Linked DNA regions of Sus scrofa: region 1 is linked to region 2. A link is a contact called in public promoter capture Hi-C data. All regions are on one chromosome and are shown on one strand. The core of a region is the stretch at or near the end of the contact, and the rest is flanking DNA. Distances in the headings are between cores, read along the strand shown. Region 1 holds the start of ACSM5 (acyl-coenzyme A synthetase ACSM5, mitochondrial). Region 2 holds the start of ACSM3 (acyl-coenzyme A synthetase ACSM3, mitochondrial).

What was found. Promoter capture Hi-C pulls out the DNA fragments that hold promoters and counts their contacts.
Region 1: a promoter capture Hi-C map of liver shows a contact between it and region 2, with 2.6 times the contacts expected there. The contact joins the promoter of ACSM5 here to the promoter of ACSM3 in region 2. A contact is called at or near these places in 1 of 5 promoter capture datasets (liver) and 1 of 47 Hi-C or Micro-C datasets (embryonic fibroblasts).

The regions. Positions count from the first base shown.
Region 1 is chr3:25,417,527-25,424,624 of Sscrofa11.1, forward strand. It overlaps ACSM5 (acyl-coenzyme A synthetase ACSM5, mitochondrial), which reads right to left and starts at 5,025. Exons shown (of 14, transcript XM_003124563.6): 1 at 4,826-5,025; 2 at 2,711-2,932; 3 at 1,009-1,219. The coding sequence starts at 2,914.
Region 2 is chr3:25,279,832-25,286,888 of Sscrofa11.1, forward strand. It overlaps ACSM3 (acyl-coenzyme A synthetase ACSM3, mitochondrial), which reads right to left and starts at 4,232. Exons shown (of 14, transcript XM_021086514.1): 1 at 4,046-4,232. It overlaps THUMPD1 (THUMP domain containing 1), which reads left to right and starts at 6,187. Exons shown (of 5, transcript NM_001244282.1): 1 at 6,187-6,519. The coding sequence starts at 6,289.

The DNA.
Region 1 (7,098 bases), core at 3,775-6,274, 140 kb after region 2:
TCCGCCTCCCCTCCTTTTCTGCTGGAAGAACCATCCCAAGAAAATCAATAGCCCACTGCCCTGGGCATTCATGACAGTGGAAAGAGGGAGGAACACTTTAGGGCTGATCTTTCTGCTTTGATGATTTTGTCCTTCTCTTTCTTCCCTAGGAGATGCTGTGAGGGTGAAACCCATCAAGTCTAAGAGTGAAACTAACCTAGATGGGTGAGAAGGGTCTCATTCATAACGGCATCATTCTCCACACATGGGCAGCTCCCAAACCACAACCACAAGAAAATATGTTTAGTCTGTTCCATTCAGAACTTGGGGGAAAAAAATCTATATAGTTGTCAACATGAAAAGGCTGGAAGGTTTTTTTTCCATAAAGAGTTCAGAGGTTTTTTTTTTTTTTTTCGAGTTCTAATTGTGGCACAGTGGAAACAAATCCGACTAGTATCCATGAGGACGTGGGTTTGATCCCTGGCCTCACTCAGTGGATTAAGGATCCAGTGTTGCCGTGAGCTGTGGTGTGGGCTGCAGAGGTGGCTTGGATTCCGCATTGCTGTGACTGTGGGGTAGGCCAGCAGTTCTAGCTCTGATTCCATCCCTAGCCTGGGAAATTCCATATGCTGCAGGTGCAGCCCTAAAAAAGAAAAAAGAAAAAAAGAAAAAATCTGGAGTTTTTAAATTACAAAAAACAGAAGTTCTGGAAACTCCAGTCCTCACTCACACATGGAACCATTTGGTTGGAGTTGAGAAGCAGGCACGCCTGATGGATGAAGCATGAGAACTCCCATTTGCTGCAGTCCTCAGCACTCCCTGCTGCCTCACACTGGCCTGTTTTAATCAGTTACAATGCTCTCTGGCCCCTTGTACAACCAAGTGTGTGATTGTCGGGCAAAGGGGAAGTAAACAAACTCCCCATGGTTCACGTGGCTCCATCTCCCAAACCTTGTGGACACAGATACCGCCAAAGCTCTGGCAAGGTCACATCAGCCCTGCCTGGAAGTCTCAGCCCTGCTCACTGACCTGTCCGCATACAAGCCACGCTGACCAGCCACCACTCCGGGAGCCTCGGGAGCACCAGCATCATTCTGTCTCCAGGCTGCAGGCCGCACATGCCCCCCAGCACGTTAGCCGCCTTCCGGGACTGCTCCCCCAGCTCCTCAAAGCTCCACTGGACCTCTGCCCCCCTGCCATCAACCCACCAGAAGGCAGGGTTTGGCGGCCGGTGCCCAGCCTAGACAGAGTGTGGGCAGAAAAGAAATAGAAACCATTTGTTGAGGATTTTCGCTTGCTTGCTCTTGTCTTTGTTTTTTTTACATTTGATTTTAACAATCGTTATTGTATACACAGTGTTTGAAAATCAAAACAATATGCACGGAATGCAAACTGTTACCTTTTTTAAAAATTTTTTTATTTTTTTTGTCTTTTTTTGCTATTTCTTGGGCCGCTCCCGTGGCATATGGAGGTTCCCAGGCTAGGGGTCCAATCGGAGCTGTAGCCACCCGCCTACACCACAGCCACAGCAACACGGGATCCGAGCCGCGTCTGCAAACCACACCACAGGTCACGGCAACGCCGGATCGTTAACCCACTGAGCAAGGGCAGGGACCGAACCTGCAACCTCATGGTTCCTAGTCGGATTTGTTAACCACTGCGCCACGACGGGAACTCCCAAACTGTTACCTTTAAATTGGATAAGCAATAAGTGTGAGGTCCCACTGCACAGCACGGGGAACTATATCCAATTTCTTGGGACTGGCCATTAACAATAACCTGTTACTGTATTTATTAACAGCATTACTTATTTTTTTTCTTTAAACAAGACCTTCTTAAAATTCACATAAGTACGTTTCTTTGAGGTAAAGTTTATATTTTCCTACTATAAATAAAAAGGTAGTATCTTTAACATGAAATAGAATGAAAGCTTAACCTAAAATACAGAGTAGGAGTTCCTGTCATGGTGCAGCGGAAACGCATCCGACTAGGAACCATGAGGTTGCGGGTTCGATCCCTGGCCTCGCTCTGTGGGTTAAGGATCCGGTGTTGCCATGAGTTGTGGTGTAGGTCGCAGATGTGGCTCAGATCTGGCATTGCTGTGGCTGTGGTGTAGGTGGGCAGCTATAACTCTGATTGGACCCCTAGCCTGGGAACCTCCATATGCCTTGGGTGCAGCCCTAAAAAGAAAAAAAAACCCAAAACTACAGAGTAAAGGTTAGGCTCTATGTTAACATAAAGTACACAACAGACACATAAGGAAGGGAAAATGAAGAAGGAAACAGAGGCACAGAGACACAGACAGAAGTCAAGATAGTGTGAATTCAATTCTGTTTCTGCTGCGGTCTGTGAAATCTTTGAGCCTGAGCCAAGCTCTCTCCTTATTTAAGAAACAAGCGTGATGTGAGGGAGTAGTAAAAACAGACTAGCAGTAATACAAAAACTTTCTCCTTCACTGGATGGGAATGATTAGAATAGGATCCAAAGAGGTGTGACTCGCTCCCCTGTGGTTTGGCCTCGGAAATGTGACACACCCAGGATTTGGCAAAGGCGTCTAAGGCTCAAACACTTGGTCATAATTTTTCACCTAAGACTTACATGCTAACGATTTGCACTCTAGCACCTGCCAAAGGTCAGAAGCTCCCCATGTCTCATAGCCCTGATTCTCACCAGGATGCCCGAGGGCAGAAGCGGATGCCCAAGACGGACCCCGGGATGCAGTGAGCTTCACCTTTTCCAGCTGACTCCACACGTCCAGCACGTCATGGGCAAAGTTGAAGTACTCGGGCACGGGCTGCCTCCCCAGGCTGATGGCTTCCCAGGTGGCCACAATCTTCGGAGGGACAGGGAGAGGTGGCGGCTGCCCCTGAGACCCACAGGTACCCCGCACCCTTCTCAGTGCCTGGAGGACTGGTCCTCTCAGCCACAGCCTCATGGTGCCTCCTGCCTGTCACTGAAGAAGGGAGAAAGCATTGTGGTGAGTTCTGGGCTTCAGAGCCACTTGGAAGTTGGAGAGAAGCTGGTTGTCAGCCCGAGGGTGACTGAGGCACGTATCAACTTGTAGAAGAGTCTTGGGCTTTAGTCTGAGCTCCACGGTGTGATGCTGCTCAATTATCCCCCCTGGACCTCAGCTGCATCCTTTCCACCGCTCAGTGCCTGTGGGTCTCTGTGGATCTGAAGGCAGGAACGCAGAGTCCACTTTCCAAGCTTAGTCCTACCAAGTGAATCCCTCAGAAAACCTTTGGCAAATCCTGAGCTGGCCTGGCAACACTAAAGAAAGCTCATGGGCTGCGCTTTCCAACAGAAATATGATGCGAACCCTGTTTGAATTGGTTGCGAATTGTAATACACAAATTCTGCTCTCCAATGGAAATATGATGTGAATTGTTACTTATACAATTCTTTTTTTGTTTGTTTGTTTTTGTTTTTGTAGGGCTGCGCCTGCAGCATATGGAAGTTCCCAGGCTAGGGGTCGAATCAGAGCTCTAGCTGCAGGCCTACACCACAGCCATAGCCATGAGGCATCTGAGCCGTGTCTGTGACCTACACCACAGCTCATGGCAGTGCAGAATCCTGAACCCAGTGAGTGCAGCCAGGAATCAAACCCATGGAATTAGAATCTGCATTTAACAGAAACTCCAGACAAGTCGAGCTCATTAAAGTTTGAAAAGCGGGAGATCCCGCCGTGGCTCAGTGGTTAACAAATCCGACTAGGAACCATGAGGTTGTGGGTTCGATCCCTGGCCTTGCTCAGTGGGTTAAGGATCCGGTGTTGCTGTGAGCTGTGTTGTAGGTTGCAGATGTGGCTCAGTCCTACATTGCTGTGTCTCCAGCCTAGACCGGCAGCTACAGCTCCAATTGGCCCCCTGGCCTGGGAAACTCCATATGCCCCGGGTGTGGCCCTAAAAAGACAAAAAAAAAAAAAAAAAAAAAAAAAAAGAATACTTCAACACTGAACAGCCTGGAGCCTGTCCCTGTGCTTCTCCCTGCTTTGACTGCACCCTAAGCACAATCATCTGTGAGCTGAAGCCCAGGCACCCAGAGAACAATTTTCTGGAAGTTAAACCTTATTAGCACATGATGGTTTTGAGAAACTGCCCTAGTTTGTTCTTCTCTCTGATCCATATGCCCTTTTTGCAAGAGCTGTTATTCTAGGCAGTAACCCACCACCAGGATCCTACTGAAATCTGATGCCAGCTTCGATGACTAAGCTTCCCCCAAAGAAAGAAGAATGCAAAGTTTGCTCCAGTCCTGATTCTCATCTGAAACCCTGTTTTTCTCCTTTTAGACAATAAACCTCCCTGCAATTCTTCCCCAAAGGAGGGTGCCGTCTTTAGGGCATTAGCCTGCTGTGGCCCACATTGCCCAGCCAAGGAATAAAGCTATTTTTTTTTTCTCCTTCACCCCAAACTCTGTCTCCACGTTTCTGTTTGGCACTGGTGGACAGAGCCTGCGTTTCAGCAATATTTCCTCTATTTTATAGATAAAGCTAGGCTTGAAAGAGAAAAGTGACATCTGGGTCTCACCTCCCAGAAAGGCCTAGACTCCAGCCTCTGTTGGGGCCACCAGCTCAGGAAGGGGGAGGGGGGCCCTGTAGCCACAGAACTCAGTTTCCCTGACCTGCCTGGGCCCACCACCCCTCACCTTCCCGAACTCTGCCCGGGACCTTTTCCTCTGCCTTTCACTTCTGGATTCCTGGGGCCCCCTGACAGCAAAGAATAAGAATCCCAGGCCTGCCTCCCAAGTGTAAAAGGCCATTTCAGGCCCTGTCCCCTTTAAAGTTCATTTGTCAAGGGCTCCCGGGGGCAGAGGACAACTCCCGCTGAAGGATATGATTAGGCAGTACCTCGTCCTTGAACCCAGGAAACACAAAGCTTCTGCTTCAGCTGAATTCACGGCTTAACGCCTGTAGACATCCGGGCTCCTGGCTGGTAAGGGCGATGTGCTGATTCAGCCTCCCACGGGACCTCTGGCCCCAAATGCAGGGACAGCAGAGCCCTCAGCCAGCAGAGGACATGTGGCTTCAGCTAGGCAGCACACGCTGAGCCAATGAGCTTGGCTTCCAGGCTTTTCTCACTGCTGGGAGGTGGAACCCCAGCCCCCGTGCCCGGTGGGTGTCCCCACTCTAGAGTCTATTTTCCCTAAAAATTCAGGTCTCCCTCTAATCGGAAAAGAGAACAGAAGCTTTTATTACATTTGAGCAGAGAGGAGATAATAGTGAAAATAATATAAGTGAACTGTCCTTCCGGAGACAGGAAGTCACTTGGCAGGTGCCCGGAGCCAGCGCTAACACGGGATCTCTTTGTTGAAAATAAACTGTGGTCCTACTGCACGACTGTGCACACTTCCTAAGAGAAATTAATAGTAACACAAATAATTTCACACTTGAATTAAAAGAATTTTGGGGGGTATGTAAATGACAACTAAATAAAGCTTCTTAAAAGAACAAAGCCTTCTCTGGCGCCTTGTCTAGCTCAGCGTCAAAGGCAAAGTCTAGAGAAGAGCTCCCAGCAGGCACGCTGTGGCTTTGAAGTTCTGGTTTGCAGGGCGGCTGCTGGTAAACTGGTCCTCTGAGAACAAAAGCTGCACGAGTGACTTTTTGCATTTGCCCGGATCTGTGGTTAAAATTCCTACCATGGCAAGTTTTGAAACTGCCCACATTCAGGACTTGAGAACCCAACCCAAAATCCAGATTGGGATTTGAACTCAGGTGCCCGGACTCAAACCCAGCCCAAATGCAGATTGGGACTTGAACCCACGGGTTTTATTTTTTAATTTTTTAAATTTCATTTTATTTTTTTGTCTTTGTAGGGCCGCACTGGCGGCAGATGGAGGTTCCCAGGCGAGGGGTTGAATTGCAACTATAGCGGCTAGCCTACACCGCAGCCACAGCAACGACAGATCCGAGCCTCATCTGTGACATACACCATAGCTCACAGCAACACCAGATCCTTAATCCACTGCGCAAGGCCAGACATCGAACTTGTGTCCTCATGGATACTAGTCAGATTTGTTTCCTCCGAGCCACGAGGGGCTCTCCCATTGAAGCCACAGCTTTTTTTTTTTTTTTTTTTTAATTTTTAAATTTATTTTTATTTTTTGTCTTTTTGCCATTTCTAGGGCCGCTCCTGCAGCATATGGAGGTTCCCAGGCTATGGGTCTAGTCTAATCGGAGCTGTAGCCACCGGCCTACACCAGAGCCACAGCAACATGGGATCCAAGCTGCGTCTGCAACCTACACCACAGCTCGAAGCAACGCTGGATCCTTAACCCATTAAGTGAGGCCAGGTATCGAACCCACAACCTCATGGTTCCTAGTCGGATTTGTTAACCACTGAGCCACGATGGGAACTCCGAAGCCACAGCTTTTAAATTAGAATCACTCACCTGGCGGGTGGCTGGACTTAACTGGGGTACTTTAGGCCTCAGCGCAGTGGGAATTCAGCAAGAGACAAAGTGATAGGCAGGAAACAGATTTATCAAGATTAGGTGCTAGTGAGAGATACAAGCAGGTGGGCGAGGAGGCTCTGCCCCTCGGAGTAGGAGGGCTGCAGTTTTATCATCCAAGGGGTGCAGGGGTCAGAAAAGACCGCCTCTTCCTCTTTCTTTGAGCAGTGGCTCCTCCTTGGTATCTGGTAGGAGAGTATTTGACCCTATAAGGTCAAACTCGGACTGCCATGGTGCTTATTCAAATCAGCAGAAGGGTGGTCCTTAAACTCCTGCCCTGGGTCTGAACCTGAAAGCAGGGCTTCCCCCATCTCCCACCCAATGACCTCAGGCACATATGGAGCCTCCAAGAGTCCAGCAAGCCTGCCTCCTGCTAATGGCCCTCGGGACAATCACTGACCCACAGTGAACTCCCAAAGCTCCCCCGGCCGCCCCCACCTCTCTCCATGGCCCCCCATTGGGACCCCCATAACCACCCAAGCAACTATCCTACTCCATCCTGATCAGTTTCCACTAACCAAAATTTATTGGCTTGCCGAATTTCGGATTATTTACAGGCTCTCAGGTCACCCGCAGGCGAACTCCTCTGCCAGGACACCCCTTCCCCAGAGCTCAGGGCCTGGCAACTCCGAGGGCTCAGCTCAGGGAACCTTCAATGCCCAAACTCCCTGC
Region 2 (7,057 bases), core at 2,982-5,481:
GTTACATTCATGGGAATTATAATAGCATTTGGCCCATAGTAAGTGCTTAATAAATATCATTTGAATGAATAAATGACTTTTTCAGAAGGTAGAGCTTTTTCACACAGTTTTTTTTTTTTTTTTTCTCAACAACTCAGAATTATAGTATATCTGAGAAGGGCTTCCCCTGCTTTACCTAGAATTATTCATGTGTGGCTTCTACTAGCATTGTTCATGTGTGGCTAGTTTAGATTAATTTATATGAATGTCAGCCCCTCCACCCCCGCCCCTACTTCCCAAGCCGATAACACAGAGTGTTGTGCCTCTGAGACAAGGTGGTGGGAAGTGCCTTCAAGAACAACCAAAGCTTATTCTGAGTTCCCGTCGTGGCTCAGTGGTTAACAAATCCAACTCGGAACCTTGAGGTTGTGGGTTTGGCCCCTGGCCATGCTCAGTGGGTTAAGGATCCGGTGTTGCCATGAGTTGTGGTGTAGGTTGCAGACTCGGCTTGGATCCCGTGTTGCTGTGGCTCTGGTGTAGCCTACAGCTCCAATTAGACCCCTAGCCTGGGAACCTCCATATGCTGCAGGAGTGGCCCTCAAAAGGCAAAAAGACAAAAAAAAAAAAAAAAAAAAAAAAAGAACAACCAAAGCTTCCAGACTCCAGCGCCCTGGCTCTTTGGCCAATGTGGCCAGCTGAGCCAGGGGCATGGAAGTGGCCTCCCAAAGGGCCTTGCTATAGGCATCCAGACCATTCTGTAGTGCTTCGAGTATGGGCAGAGGTTGGCCATGTCTGGCAGTGAGCAAGGAAATGCCAAGTCCAGCTGCTGCCAATGTCTGTTAGAACTGGGCACTTAATTCTCCAGGAATCATCCCAGCAAGTCCCATAGTGTGCCATACACAACACACAGAGGCACATGGGCCCAGGGACACATGAGATGTGCCATGGAACACACTGGCACATTCATAGTCCAACACCCACGTTTGGAAGTTTCGAAACCTGATGGCTTTTCCAAGGAACCTAAGACCTTTACACTACAAATGCTTACATACTGTTACCAAGACAGAGCTCATTTAAGAAAATAAACCCTTCTTTCTTCTCCTTATTTTAAAATATATTTATGACCCATAAAAATACCTTCCTTGCACGTTATCCTTTCTCACTGTGATGAGAGGAAGGAGGTGGGCAGGGGGCTAGGACAATGGCAGTGGCAGCCAGGATGAGTCCACGGCAGCTTCCCCCTCCCTGAGGAGGGCCAGTGAGTGTGGACAGAAGTGGGCAAGCGAAAGACCTGCCTCAGCCTCGGCTCTGGAAAAGACTCCTCCTTCTTCCCAGCTTCCCACCTTACTCTCTGAGGCTGCAGAGCCATCTACATGGCTGGTAGGCAGGAAAAAGGGTGAAGGGGTCGAGGCTAATGGCAGACATCCTAGAGGTGGACAGTGGCCTGTCAAGGATAGATCTGAGGCCTGGCCTGGGAGGCACCTCCAGCCTTACAGATAGCTGGGTTTGATGCAGGACATGGGCTCCAGGGATAGTTCAGTCCAAAGCAAGAGCCAGTTGAGAAAAGGGTCAGACTCTAGAAGCCAACTTGAGCAGAGGTCCCCAAAGAGTGGTGGCTGTCTGGCCTGGCCCACCCAGCCCAGACCCTGGTCAGACCCACTACCCTCCCATGCTGGCTCCTCACCTCCGCCCCCAGGGATCCCAGACTGCACTTCAGGATGGATGAGGGGTAAGGGACAAGTGCTGGAGGCTGCTCTGTCGAAGAGAAATAAGCCCAAGTCTTCACATGTCATTCTGTTTGGCAGCGGGGATTGAGGAGAAAGGACCACCCTTTACTATTTGCTGGCAAGGTACAGCCTGCGTCTCTGTACCTTTTTACAGAATAAACATTTCCTTGAACTGGATGAGGAAGTACTCACCACTAAGTTTTTAGTGTTGTAACTTTTTTTTTATTATTACTCAAGGAATTTAATACATTTATAGTTGTACAATGATCATCACAATCCAGTTTTATAGGATTTCCATCCCACAACCGCGGCGCATCCCCTCCCCGACACACCTGCAACTTTGTTTTTAATTTGGGGGGATAATATCTTCAAATGCTTACAGAAATCATAAAAGATACTCAGTGAGGAGTTCCTGTTGTGGTACAGTGAAAAAACGAATCTGACTAGGAACCATGAGGTTGCAGTTTCGATCCCTGGACTTGCTAAGTGGGTTAAGGATCTGGCATTGTTGTAAGCTGAGGTGTAGGTGGCAGATTCGGCTCAGATCCCAAGTTGCTGTGGCTGTGTAGGTCAGCAGCTGTAGCTCCAATCAGACCCCTAGCCTGGGAACCTCCACATGCCGTGGGTGTGACCCTAAAAACAAAGGGGGGAAAAAAAAGGTACACAGTGAAAAATCTGCCTCCCACCCCCAGCCTCAGGTTTCACCACACCCTTAATCCCTCAGAGAACCATTGTTATTATTTCTATGTATCTTTTAAGGGTTTCTTTTTTTTTTTTTTTTTTTTTTTTTTGGTCTTTTTGCCATTTCTTGGGCCGCTCCCACGGCATATGGAGGTTCCCAGGCTAGGGGTCTAATCGGAGCTGTAGCTGCCAGCCTACGCCAGAGCCACAGCAACGCAGGATCTGAGCCTCGTCTGCAAACTACACCACAGCTCACGGCAACGCCGGATACTTAATCCACTGAGCAAGGCCAGGGATCAGAACTGCAACCTCATGGTTCCTAGTCAGATTCGTTTCTGCTGTGCCCACAACAGGTACTCCTTATTTTGCATTTAAAATGAAAATTTCAAACTATTTTATCCACTGCATTCAGAATCCTTCAAACAAACTTTGAAAAGAAAATTGACCAGTCATTTGGAGCTTAAAGTGAGCCTAACCATTGTGTTCTGCCAAATACCAGCATCCTCCTCATCAAAACCATAAGACTATCTTTTCCCCAACAAAGTTCTTTTCCTGTTTTTCCAGAGATTTTAGCATTTCATAAAATCCATTTTCCAGGTTTCTAATACTATTTGCAGGTAAAAAAGATCTGAGACAACTTTCCCAGTGTGAGTCCAGATTTTTGTACTGAGCCATAGAAAACTCATCTAATAAAGATGGTACCAGTGCTGATCAGACAGGCTTTTGAAAGTATTTAAGGTCTCATCAGACATGCAGCCTCTACATCTATATAAACAGCAGTGCCAAGGGGATTTTCACCTCCCCACATCTCCGTAAATACCTTCTCCATCAAGTAATCCAAGTAATAACCATGGGTTGGCATATATACCCTCAAAGCAAGATGAAACCCCTACTGTTCTCCGCAATCTAACAAGACCCTGCCTTAAACTTCCATAAGAATTTTTAGGGCTATGCTTGACCACCTAATAGAGAAAAGTGGCTGCCCCCAGGTTACTTCTAAGTAGACACTAGAGTGAAAACCTCAGCTTAGTCTACTTGGACTCAACTGAATTTTTTTTCCAAAACATCTTAACAAGTTAATCTGTGCACATAATTTTTAAAAAATTAAATAGCACGAAAAGCTCAAAATGAAAGAAACTCAGCTGCTATGTTTACAGCCTTTTTGTATGTACATAGTCCTAGTCACTTACTAGATAGAATTATTAACAATAACTGAGAAATTCTGATAGAAACACATTGGCTGCCCAGGATTTCAGGAGAGCACTTTTAATTTCTTTTTGTCTGTTTGTTTGCTTGCTTGTTATCTCTGCTCAAAAGTACATGTGGGCCAGCCCAGAAAACTTTGCATAGGAGACAGATAAAGTGATACTCACTAAAGTGACAGATTCCAACACAGCAGGAGATGATAGCAGACCTGTTTCTAGAAGAGTAACCCTGAAACTTGAACTCTTCTATCTACGTTGGTCTTGGCAGTAGCCGCAAGAGAATGGAAAAGTTGTGGGACAGTCAGAAGCAGTAAGATGTGCCCAGAGTGCCTTTCCTGGATTGGTGGAGCCATTCTGGAGGGAGGAGCAGAAGTTCTGGGCCAAGTTTACCTTGGAGATTTACACAGTCCCCTGAGACTGTTCCTTTTATAATTAATGAGTTACTGGACTTACTGTCATGACTCAGCAGATCTGTGAGGAACCCAGGATCTGTGAGGATTCAGGTTCCGTCTCTGGCCTCAGTGGGTCAGTGGGCTGTGGATCTTGCAGCCGTAAGCTGCAGACGTGGCTTGGATCCTTCCTTGCTGTGGCTGCGGTGTAGGCTGGCAGCTGGAGCTTCGATTGGTCCCCTAGCCTGGGAACTTCCATATGCCGTGGGTGTGCCCCTGAAAAGGAAAAAATAAAGAAGTTAATGATTTTCATACACCACAGGTTTTGGGGAGGCTGGGGAAGTAATGCATTTACATGGAGGGAAAGTGTCCATGGAGCTCCTGGAGAGGTTAGTCCTGTTTACAGGTGATTGTGTTTAGGGTGCAGTTAAGCCAGGGAGAAGGACAAGGAAAGTCTCTAAGCTGTTCAGTTTTAAAGTATTCATTTCTAAAAGAAGCATAGGGATCTAACTTTTTTCTTGGGTGTATAAGATGCCTATATTATTACGTGTATTCCTTGAGAGGGAACCAGGATCCTGCCTCAAGGCTGTACAGTTGCCTGACTGTTCCTCCCCTCCCTGATCAGTAACTATCTGACCATGTCCCTATAGGAACTCAGGGAAGGTCATGGTAGCTGAGTAAGACTCATTTCCTAAGAACAAGAAATGGGGTACACAAAAAGGCTTTTGCACCCAGGAGCCCCACAGTCCGGTTTCGCTATCACTTTATCGATCATTTTGGGAGCTGAATTCAGTTGAAAAACTTTGAGCACCTACTATGGGCTAGGCACTATGCTAGGCACTGAGGATGAAAAGAAAAACTAAACAATTTCAGCGAGCTCTCTCTGTGCCTCCTGACACCACAGCAAGGCCAGTGTAATGAGACTTCTTTTCACAAGCAACTGAGGACCTCCAGAAATAGATGCTGCACAATCTCCACCAATGACATTTTGAAAAGTAAAGGCGGAAGCAAAGGTGAAAGCCAAAAATAAGATTTTTGGATATAATGGTCAATCTGGGGTTAGAATAAAAGATGACTTTCAGTTCAATGACCCTTTTGCAGATTACTTCCATTGGAATTTGTGGGAACTCAAATCTGGCAACAACTTTTGTACTGGAGCAGTAGTTGAGGGTGAGTGCTGCCCACCATAGCTGTTAACCAAAGGTCTTTGCAGCCATCAGCCACTGCATCCACTGGATGGTGAGCCCTGAAGAAACTCAGGATGGAAACAGAATGCCAGCCATCAAACCATCAGACACTGTAGCCACCAACTCCCACCTGTTCCTCCCCCCCCCCCAGTGTACCCTCAAGAGACTCCGGATGAGAAAGCACAGGACACTGGCCCTAGATAGCTGAGGTGCATATCAAAGGAATGATTTCAGTGAACCCTGACTCTTGCATTTCCCATACATGGAAAAGCACTAAATCCCTTAACCAGAAATAATCTTTTGATGTTCATACTATCTGGTCTTGGTTGCAAAAACTCCTATATATCCTGACTCCTCTCTTACCTCTTTGGAGCAGTCCTTAGAGTTATCAGATAGGCTGTGTCCTGGGCTTAAGACCTGAGTGTTGTCCGCATAATAAAGCATGATTCTCATCTTTTAGGTTGTGCTCCCCCCACCCCCAGTCAATAGTAGGGAGCATTTATTCCTCCTGAACACAGTCTTCAAAAGTGGCATCTTTTCAGTTTAAAAAAGATAACACATTATCATGATAGTTGCTGAGGCTGCGGATAAAAGCACAGAGAAAGCAGTGTGAAACACTTATACAAACCACTATTCTTAGTTCTAAGTCATATGGAAACAAGTTCTGGCAAATTTAGGCTAGAAAGGATTTTATTGGAAGCTTTTGGGAAGTTGACAGAATTATAACGACGGCGGGAGGAACAAGTGCCACGGAGGGTAAGAGACTCTAGGCGGCTGGAACCAGCATCAAGGTTCTAGAAAGCGCCCCACCACCAGTTTTGGAATCTGGACAGCAGGAATACGCTGTCACCAGAGACGGGCCACTTCTCCAGTAAATCACCTCCTTCCGGTGGTGAGGTGAAAGCGACTAGCTGTCAATCATCGCCGGGGACGGACCTCACGCCACCACTCTGCAGCCTTCCGCCGCGGGCTTTAGGACCCTGTAGTCGGAAGGAGGCTTGGCGGAAGGACTTCTAGAGGTCGTCGCGCACACATGACATAAGCAGCCCGCGCCTGCAGAGGTGAGGGCGCCAGGCCCGCGGAGAAGCACGTTGCCCGCCTGCTTCAGTTCTCAAGCACTATGGCGGCCCCCGTCCAGCAGCCTCTTCAGCCTGGTGGCGGGAAGCGCAAGGGCAAGGCTCAGTACCTGCAGGCCAAGCGGGCTCGGCGCTGCGAAGGCGGCGGGCCCCGGCAGTTGGAGCCGGGGCTACAGGGCATTCTCATCACCTGCAACATGAATGAGCGCAAGTGTGTGGAGGAGGCCTACAGTCTGCTCAACGAATACGGCGACGACATGTACGGGCCAGAAAAGGTACCGGCTCGGGGAAGAGCAGGCGGACCAAGCGGCCTTTCAGGGAGGAGGAAAGGGTGGCAGGCCAGCTCCTGTATACGCATGCGCGAGTTTAGCCGCACCCGTAGCGATGAGGGGGCGTGGTTTGCCTCTGTTCCCCTAGGAGCCCCAGGGTGCCTCGGTTCCCCACCTCTACCCGGTCCTGTGCTTCAAATTCTAGCGCTTTGGGCGTTTCCCGCCTCTTCGTTAATCACGATGGTGGCTCCAATTTATAGATTGCTTTTTGCGGTTCAGACTTTGTTTCTGAAGACCTTTCAGAAACGTGTACGTCTCGCGGTAACCTCGTGAAGTATTGCTCACGAGGACACAGGTTCATGTAGGTTAGGTTCTAGGTGGTTCAAGTTCTCAAGGGCACAAACTTCATTCGTCCTTACGGTTTCTGCTATCTTACTACCGTTTAAACATTGCGACTGTTCTAATGTGTTAGTCTTCAGCAATAACATCTCTGAAATAGTGGTTTTAGTACTAGTCTAATAGTTGCTTCTCAAATAGATATAAA